Linked DNA regions of Zea mays: all the other regions are linked to region 2. A link is a contact called in public Hi-C data. All regions are on one chromosome and are shown on one strand. The core of a region is the stretch at or near the end of the contact, and the rest is flanking DNA. Distances in the headings are between cores, read along the strand shown. Region 1 holds the start of LOC100304316 (PHD finger protein). Region 2 holds the start of LOC100280325. Region 3 holds the start of LOC100273969.

Region 1 (2,700 bases), core at 140-2,639, 480 kb after region 2:
TTTTTGATTCATGCACGCAGTGCATAATCATAAGTATGGCTCATGTGAACTCATAAACTGCTAACCCCGTTGTCACATTGTGGTCAGAAATAAAGGAAATCGGTTTTACCTGACTCTAAGGTATCTGCAGAGCCAATCCCAGAAACCCATCAGTTGAATCCCCGTCAGAAGACTAGAGCCACCCTCTCTGCCATTTATCCGAACAAGGTGACCAAACCCATTGTCATGTACAATACCATGCAGCAAGTGACGTGGATTATCCAACTGCCTATAGTCCCAATCTTCCGGATCATCAGAGGAGATCACATATTTGCATGTCGGGCACCTGATTATCAATGATAAAAATGATCAGTGCTTCTAGAAGCTTGCCTTGATGGAAATGCACATACACATTAAATCAAATAATTTCTTGTTACAGTACTATCTTCTTCACTATTTAAGTTATTGTTGTGAGAGGTTTGATTTTTACTACACTATAGTAGCAATTGTTAATTTTACAAGTAGATCAGCTTACCGTGTTGCAAACAACTGGGCCATAAGCCCACAATGCTTGCAGTTCTAGGGGCTTGCCTAAATGGAAATGCACATGCGCATTGAATCAAACAATTTCTTGTTACGGTACTGTCTTCTTCACTATTTGGGTTATTGTTGTGAGCGATTTGATTTTTATTACACTATAGTAGCAATTCCTAATTTTACAAGTAGATCAGCTTACCGTGTTCCAAACGACTGGGCCATAAGACCACAATGGTCACAATGCTTGCAGGTTTTGTATTCATTCCGAATTATGAAATGGTACCTCCTTCCACAAACAGGGTGTCTACTCCAGCCTATTAAATTGTAAAAGAAAAGGCGATGGTATTGAGATTCTCCGGCCATAACAATCATCATCTCGTTTGATAGAATTTGCTTACCGATTGGCATCTGTAGAAGAAAAAATGTATACACATGTTCAGACGAACACACAGAAGCAGGCCGAGCAGGTTAATGAGGAGTCAGGCTGTCAAGTCTACTAAATTAATTTAGTATAATAACCAGATGCCCTAACCAAGCATATTCATAAGAGATCTAAACGTGTCCCTCCACCCCTACTGGTTTTAATAGTCCACTGATATGAAAAAACAGCTCTGCAAAAATGAACACACTACTGCGGCTGATATGACTATGGAAGGGTCAGCAAACAATACGAGTCACTCACCGGCGACGGTACAGTGATCGCAGTAGATCCGCTCGATCCCAGTTTTAGCGACGTCCTCTTCCACCACCTCCATCACCACGACCACCCCGTTCCCGACTCCAAAGGCTACCTGCCACGCGCCGTCCGCCGGCACCGCGGATCCAGCCAGGAACGACCGTACACAGTCGCGAAACGCACCACGCGGCGGCAGCCCCTCTCCGGCGGCCGGGAACGACAGCAGGACCAGCGGGCGCGGCCCCTCTCCGGCGGCCGGGAACGACCGCAGCTCCAGAGGGCGCGGCACCGCCGTCACCCGAACACGCTTCGAGCGCCCGTTTATCACGGCCATGACCGACGGGATCCTGTTACGGCCTGGGAGGGCGGTCAGATCCGATCGGGTTTGAGAGGACAAACGGCTGGCGTTTGAATCCCGAGAGGGGCCGCGCGGGCGGGATAGGATTATGGGAAGCGCGGGTAGTCAGGACGATTTGGAATTTTGAGCGGCAGAAGTTCGCGCGGTTTGGAATTTGGATCCGTAGTGGAGAATTGGAGGCGGGCGTGTATTTATACCCGGGTCCGGGTGGAGTCGGTTTGTGGCGAGAGATTGACGAGTCTGTCCCTGCTGCCTGCTGGGTCCAGGAGTCGCACGCGTACACGTCTGATATTGATAGCGGCGTGAGCGGGACGGTTGAGATGGAAAGTTTTCGGAAGGTTGAGTTCAATTTGGGAAGTCATACATAAACAAAGTCGCTGGGATAGAAATTGGGAGGGGTGGGGCTGGGCTGGTTTCCGATGGGCCGTGAACGTGAGGTTAGAATAGCAGAGGGATGCCGTTGTATACTTGTATAGCTGGGCCAGACCGTACGCAACAAATAGTCCATGCCACCTTCTTTAAATCAGATATTGTGTGAGTTCGATTCTCTCCCTAATCAGAAAACTAAAATTTTCGACTTCTCTAACAACCACTCAAATTGTTTTTACTGAACAGGTGGTTTTGATTGACATGCGCTAGGCTAGCCGTTGTACACGACACTACAGCGGGGGTCTTGACATTTTAGGGATCTGAGACCAGATTTAAATAAAGGTATTTTTAATTATTTTTAATACATAAATGTTATTATTATAAACACTCAAGATATATATAAACTATTTATATCAAATAATAAATAAGTAAAAATATATGGCCCTGTTTGGGAGAGCTTCACTTCAAGAATTTCAATTTTATTCTAACTTCTTCCACCCAAACAGGTCCAGCTCCACGAGCTTTAGTTTTAAAAAAAATCGAAACTAGAGGCCCGTTTCATAAAATTCATGAAGCTTCTTAGAGGGTGCTTCAAAAACACTGTTTTTATATCTCCTCGTGAAGGTGTGCGAAAATTACCCACCATGCCACTGGTTACGCAACATACAAGTTCCGTTCTCTCTGGCGACAACCCACTAATCATCAAGGATAATCAAGGAAACCCACACAAATCAATTGTACTATAGAAGTTGGAGCCCATATACAAACCAAACGCTCCTGG
Region 2 (2,700 bases), core at 64-2,563:
TGATAGTAGTGTGTGCCAATGACTCACGTACGTACGCCGCATTGGGTTTTTCCGCCATGAACTAACTTGCATTGTTTGCCCTTCGGTTTCACTGCTAGTATACCATGCATACGTATATGTTTGGTTTATGCATGCATGCATGCATGCCCTTTCCATCAAGTACAAATAACAAACGCAATGTAAGCACGTCGTCGCTTATATTAATTACCTGTTTCAGTACAGGCACACCAAGGTCAGCTGCCTAACTCCAGGTTAGTACTTTTTTTGTCGTTCAAAAATAGCACAGTTAGCTGCAGGGGTCCAAAGAATCGACTTTAATTTGAAACGAACGACCCAGTGTTACAGAAAGGGAGAGACAGATTTAAAAAACATTCAGTGGAAAGAGTTTTACTCGGATTCATTTCTATTAAGAATTTCTTCTTGTTGTTTTTTTTTTCATCCCACCACGTACCTGTTTGATTCAAACAGGGACTATACAGAGAATATATACATCTGTGTGGAGAAATAAAGACACCTTCCGAGAGTTAGCTGATAATGATCATATATATGTGAAATAGCACCGGATCGGATCTGCACGTCGTACGACGAATACAGAAAGGAGGAGAGAAAAAAAAATAACAGCAGATCAATAATTAACTACGTACGTGTGTACGTGCGTCGTCGTGCAACTGTACAAAAATCATTCATGTGGCAAATGCTGGTACGAGAGCAAAGTTCTTGCACTACTGCATCGTATAGACGAACAAACTGGCGCGTACGCGCGGTACGCGCTGATTCATCAGTTCGTGCTAGCTAGCTTCTTGACCGCCCCAAACCAAACTAGCGTTCGACCTGGAATTTCCGGCCAGACGGCTGAGAAATGGCACACGCAACAAATGTCTCATCATGGATCTACATTGTTTTGTAGGGTCCTACTATGACCGACCTCGGTAACGAATCCAAATTTTGTTTGTGTTCTACCTATTTTTTGTCGGTTCCATATTATAAATTGTTTTATTTTTTTAGAAAGTCAAAACATCTCAAATTTAATCAAATTTGCATAACAAAATAATAATAATAATAATAATTAGATTCTTTATTAATTATATTTTTATAGTGCTTCCCACATCCCAAAGTCCAACTTTATCAATTTTGCATAACAAAAAAAAAGTCTTGGTCATTATGGGTAGCCGCCGCGTAGGGGGGGTATCCGGGCATGCACAGGAAAACTGAAAATTGGAGGGTCCAATGCGCAAGAAAATAGATACAGTACGCTCTGCATCTGACCATCTCCAGTTCTCCACCTCCAATCCTTCTCCCATAAGAGACAAGAACGAGGTCGTCTCGCCATCGCCGCCACTCCTATTTAAGAGCTGCCGGAGGTGGGGGTAGATCCGGCGAGCCGTTCCCGCTGTCCAGATTCAGGAACTAGACTCCTCCGGTCCGGTCCTCCCCCTCCCGCCCCGTCTCGCTCCAGCGGCTCCACGCCACCGTTTGCCATTCACTGCCAGGTATACAGTCTGCCCCCTCCCCTCTTTGGGGGGGAAAAACTTCCCGCCGGCGCTCGGGGTCTGGAGCACCAGTTCTTCTAGGATCGCCGCGTGGTTTAGGTGTCGCGCGCTCGTGCCCGCGCATTTGTTTTGTCGCTCGCGCGCCGTGAGTGAGCTGCTCTTCATCCTTTCGTTTCGCCTTATCGAAAACAGGGGGAGCAAAAGCTGTTGCCCTGTAGTTTGTTTTCCTGAAAAATATTGTGGGTTTAAGAAAAAAGTTTGTTTTCCTGAAAAATATTGTGGGTTTACTCTCATGGTCATGGCCGATGAGCGCTACAGAGATCGTGTTGGCTCTATTTGGTTAGTTTTCGTCCTAAGGCTCGATCTTCTGCGTGTGCAGAATGGCGCTCAACAAGGAGTACACGTACGCGGAGCTGGAGAAGGAGCCGTACTGGCCGTTCGAGAAGCTGCGGGTCTCCATCACCGGGGCCGGCGGGTTCATCGCCTCCCACATCGCGCGCCGCCTCAAGGGCGAGGGCCACTACGTCGTCGCCTCCGACTGGAAGAGGAACGAGCACATGCCCGAGGACATGTTCTGCCACGAGTTCCACCTCGTGGACCTGAGGGTCATGGACAACTGCCTCAAGGTCACCACGGGGGTTGACCACGTGTTCAACCTCGCGGCTGACATGGGTGGGATGGGGTTCATCCAGTCCAACCACTCCGTCATCATGTACAACAACACCATGATCAGCTTTAACATGCTTGAGGCTGCTAGAATTAACGGCGTCAAGAGGTAATTTCCAGCCTCAAGGTAGCTGCTCTTTGTTTATCATGCGTGCATTTACCCTGGTGAGCTAGTTTCATATATATTGCCTCCAGTGCTAAATCTGTTCAGTTAGGAAAATCTTGAAATCAAAGATAATACTTCTGTTCATGAAAGCTTTGCTCAATTTCTACATCTGAAGAATTATTAAACGGCCTGTGTTCATTAGTATATTCTGGAAATTTATTTACAGTTGACATGTTTCCTTTCCTCTTGGGTTTGTATATTGTATTGGCCCACAAGAGGGAAGTATTCATTGGGCATTGGCCACATGAAAACTGCTGTCAGATGCAGCTGAGGTTAATTTAGAGCCCATCTCTTGCAAAAAAAAAAAAGTTTGAAATTTCTGTCGTTTACATGGCAGGTTCTTCTATGCATCAAGTGCCTGCATCTACCCTGAGTTCA
Region 3 (3,053 bases), core at 334-2,833, 260 kb after region 2:
TTTCCTGTTGTGAATGCTAAAATGAATTGTAATTTGGTACAGATGGAGTATTTCACTGGTACAACTAGCTATATCAAATAAGGCCTTGGTTATCTCCCTATTTGTGTAATTGTGTAAGCAGCTCTTTCTTTTAATTGAAAAAATTGTGTGTTGCTTCGGAATAGATAGAAGGCAACCGTAAGACGAAACTTGTGATATCCTGGCCCCTGGGATGGTGATATTCTGGCCCAAGGCTTAATAGAATTAATAGAGTACCCATACCAATAAGGTGCATCTTCTTTTTCGGAAGCCTATCTCGAACGAACCTCCAAGTTAAACGTGCATGGCTTGAAGCAATTTGGGATGGGTGACCGACCGGGAAGTTTTCTCGAGTGCGCATGAGTGAGGACAAAATGCGCACAAAAGATTCGTGTTGGTCTGTGGGAATAATATATGATCCTAGAGATCTGCCAGGAGTAAGTACCACCGGTCCGGAAGTGGACGGGGTGTTACAAGTGGTATCAGAGCCGACCCTCGCGGTTTCACGGGCGTGTGTGGGTTAGAGGTTCGGTATATAGCGCATGGCGCATGTGGGCCCGGAGTGGTCACATGACATGGCATATGACGACACTAGACACACAAACATGGCTAAGAGGGAAGGTTCCTGGATTGGGGGTTGACTGACGAGGATGTCAGACTTCTAATGGGGTGATTGTGATATCCTGACCCCTGAGATGGTGATACCTTGGCACAAGGCTTAATAAATTAATAGAGTATCCATACCAAAATAATGTGCACCTTTTTTTCGAAAGTCTATCTCGAAAGAACCTCCAAGTTAAGCGTGCATGACTTGGAGCAATTTGGGATCGGTGACTGACCGGGAAGTTTTAGCGGGTGCATATGAGTGAGGACAAAGTGCGCACAAAAGACTCGTGTTAGTCTGTGGGGACAATATATGATCTTAATTAGCTACGAGAAGTAAGTACGGGAACAAAGTGTTACAAAACTGATGCAACACAACTTTGTACCTACACCTTTGGAACCAAGCCTACCTAGCTTTTTCAGGCTTGCGTCAAAACTGAAAAGGTATATGTTCATTATCTGTGATATAAGTAGCAGTTCCTAATGAAGCCGTGCAAATTAGGGGGTGTTTGGTTACACCCCGCTAAAATTTAGCCCATGTCCCATCGAATGTTTGAACCTCCGTTCCGGGTATTAAATGTAGTCGGATTATAAAACTAATTTGTCAGCCGAAGATTAAAAGACGAGACGAATCTAGTTCAGTTGGTTGGGTCTATATTTCATACTCATATTTAAAAGTCAAACGCTTGATGTGACCCGGACTAAACTTTAGCAGGAGCAACCAAACACGCCTTAATTGACCCACATGATGAGCAGCCGGTCGCAACTTGAATATCATGACGCGGAATAAACATGAGAGAAGTGGACCCTGCCGAAACTTTTTTATTTATTTGTCAGTGTGCACCGTTCCCACGAAAGGATGCCCACCCCACCCGTACCGTCGGCCGGGCGACGCACCACACATCTACCGACCCCCAAACGTTTCTTCAACCCTCTGTCCAGTCTCCGGCGGCCTCTCCCACCAACATGCATATAAGCAGCAGCTCCGGGTCGCGTTCCCCGGGCTCGTACGAGTAGACCACCACACACGCGTCCGAGGTCGAAGAACCTCGACACATGTACCAGTCGAGAAGGAGTACGGACGACGAAGTCAACATCCAAGAAGATACAATGGCGGCGACGTCGTCCAAGGCAACGGGGCCATGGAGCAGGCTCTCGGAGGCCGAGGCCGCCGTGAACCGTGCCGTCGCCGGGAGCCACGTGGGGAGGTACTTCAAGCTGGACGCGCGCAAGAGCTCCTTCACCAAGGAGCTCCGCGCCGGCGCCGCCACGTTCCTCACCATGGCCTACATCATCTCCGTGAACGCCGCAATCCTGACCGACTCCGGCGGTCCGTGCACGGCGCGGGACTGCACCCCCGTGGCCACCGCCACCAACTCGACGACCGCGGACTGCGCAGTCGTCGGGGCTAAGGCTAACCCGGGGTACCAGCAGTGCCTGGCGCGCACCAAGAGCGACCTGATCGTGGCCACGGCCGTGGCCGCGATGGCCGGCTCCTTCGCCATGGGGCTCTTCGCCAACCTCCCGCTGGCGCTGGCCCCCGGCATGGGCGCCAACGCCTACTTCGCGTACAACATGGTCGGCTTCCACGGATCCGGGCCCATCGGCTACCGCACGGCGCTGGCCGTCGTGATGCTGGAGGGCCTCGTGTTCTTCGCGCTGTCCGCCGTGGGACTCCGGTCCAGGCTGGCGCGGATGATCCCGCGGAACATCCGCCTGGCCTCGGCGGTCGGCATCGGCCTGTTCCTGGCCTTCACGGGGCTCCAGGCGCACCAGGGGGTCGGGCTCGTCGGCGCCAGCCCGTCGACGCTGGTCACGCTGGCCGCCTGCTCGGACGTGGACCCGGCCACCGGCGCCTGCCTCGGCGGCACCATGCGCAGCCCGACGTTCTGGCTGGGCGCCGTCGGCTTCCTGATCACGGCCACGTGCCTGGGCAGGGACGTGAAGGGGAGCATGATCTACGGCATCCTGTTCGTCACTGTGGTCTCCTGGATCAGAGGCACCAGCGTGACGGTGTTCCCGGACACGGCGGCGGGCAATGCCGGCTTCGACTACTTCAGGAAGGTGGTGGACTTCCACGTGATCCGGAGCACCGCGGGGCAGCTCAGCTTCGGCGGCTTCCGGCACGGCAACGTCTGGCTCGCCCTGCTCACGCTCCTGTACGTGGACGTCCTGGACACGACGGGGACAATGTACTCCATGGCAGAGTACGGAGGGTTCGTGAAGGAAGGCGGCGGGTTCGAGGGCGAGTACCGCGCGTTCCTCGTGGACGCCGGGTCGACGGTGCTCAGCGCGGGGCTCGGGAGCTCCACGGTGACCACCTACATCGAGTCCACCGCGGGGATCCGGGAGGGCGGGCGGACGGGGCTCACGGCCATCACCGTGGCCGCCTGCTTCCTGGCGTCCCTCTTCTTCGGCCCGCTGCTGATGAG

The links. Hi-C and Micro-C count contacts between places; a contact is called where the count stands out from the background.
Region 1: a Hi-C map of endosperm shows a contact between it and region 2, with 2.2 times the contacts expected there. The contact joins the promoter of LOC100304316 here to the promoter of LOC100280325 in region 2. A contact is called at or near these places in 2 of 25 Hi-C or Micro-C datasets (endosperm and leaf).
Region 3: a contact with region 2 is called in a Hi-C map of leaf, with 2.8 times the contacts expected there. The contact joins the promoter of LOC100273969 here to the promoter of LOC100280325 in region 2. A contact is called at or near these places in 5 of 25 Hi-C or Micro-C datasets (ear, leaf and tassel).

The regions. Positions count from the first base shown.
Region 1 is chr4:11,284,089-11,286,788 of Zm-B73-REFERENCE-NAM-5.0, forward strand. It overlaps LOC100304316 (PHD finger protein), which reads right to left and starts at 1,390. Exons shown (of 6, transcript NM_001165758.1): 1 at 1,199-1,390; 2 at 915-1,009; 3 at 716-830; 4 at 110-325. The coding sequence starts at 924.
Region 2 is chr4:10,799,553-10,802,252 of Zm-B73-REFERENCE-NAM-5.0, forward strand. LOC100280325 reads left to right here and starts at 1,314. Exons shown (of 7, transcript NM_001153251.1): 1 at 1,314-1,490; 2 at 1,870-2,265; 3 at 2,660-2,700. The coding sequence starts at 1,871.
Region 3 is chr4:11,064,082-11,067,134 of Zm-B73-REFERENCE-NAM-5.0, forward strand. LOC100273969 reads left to right here and starts at 1,584. Exons shown (of 1, transcript NM_001148356.1): 1 at 1,584-3,053. The coding sequence starts at 1,678.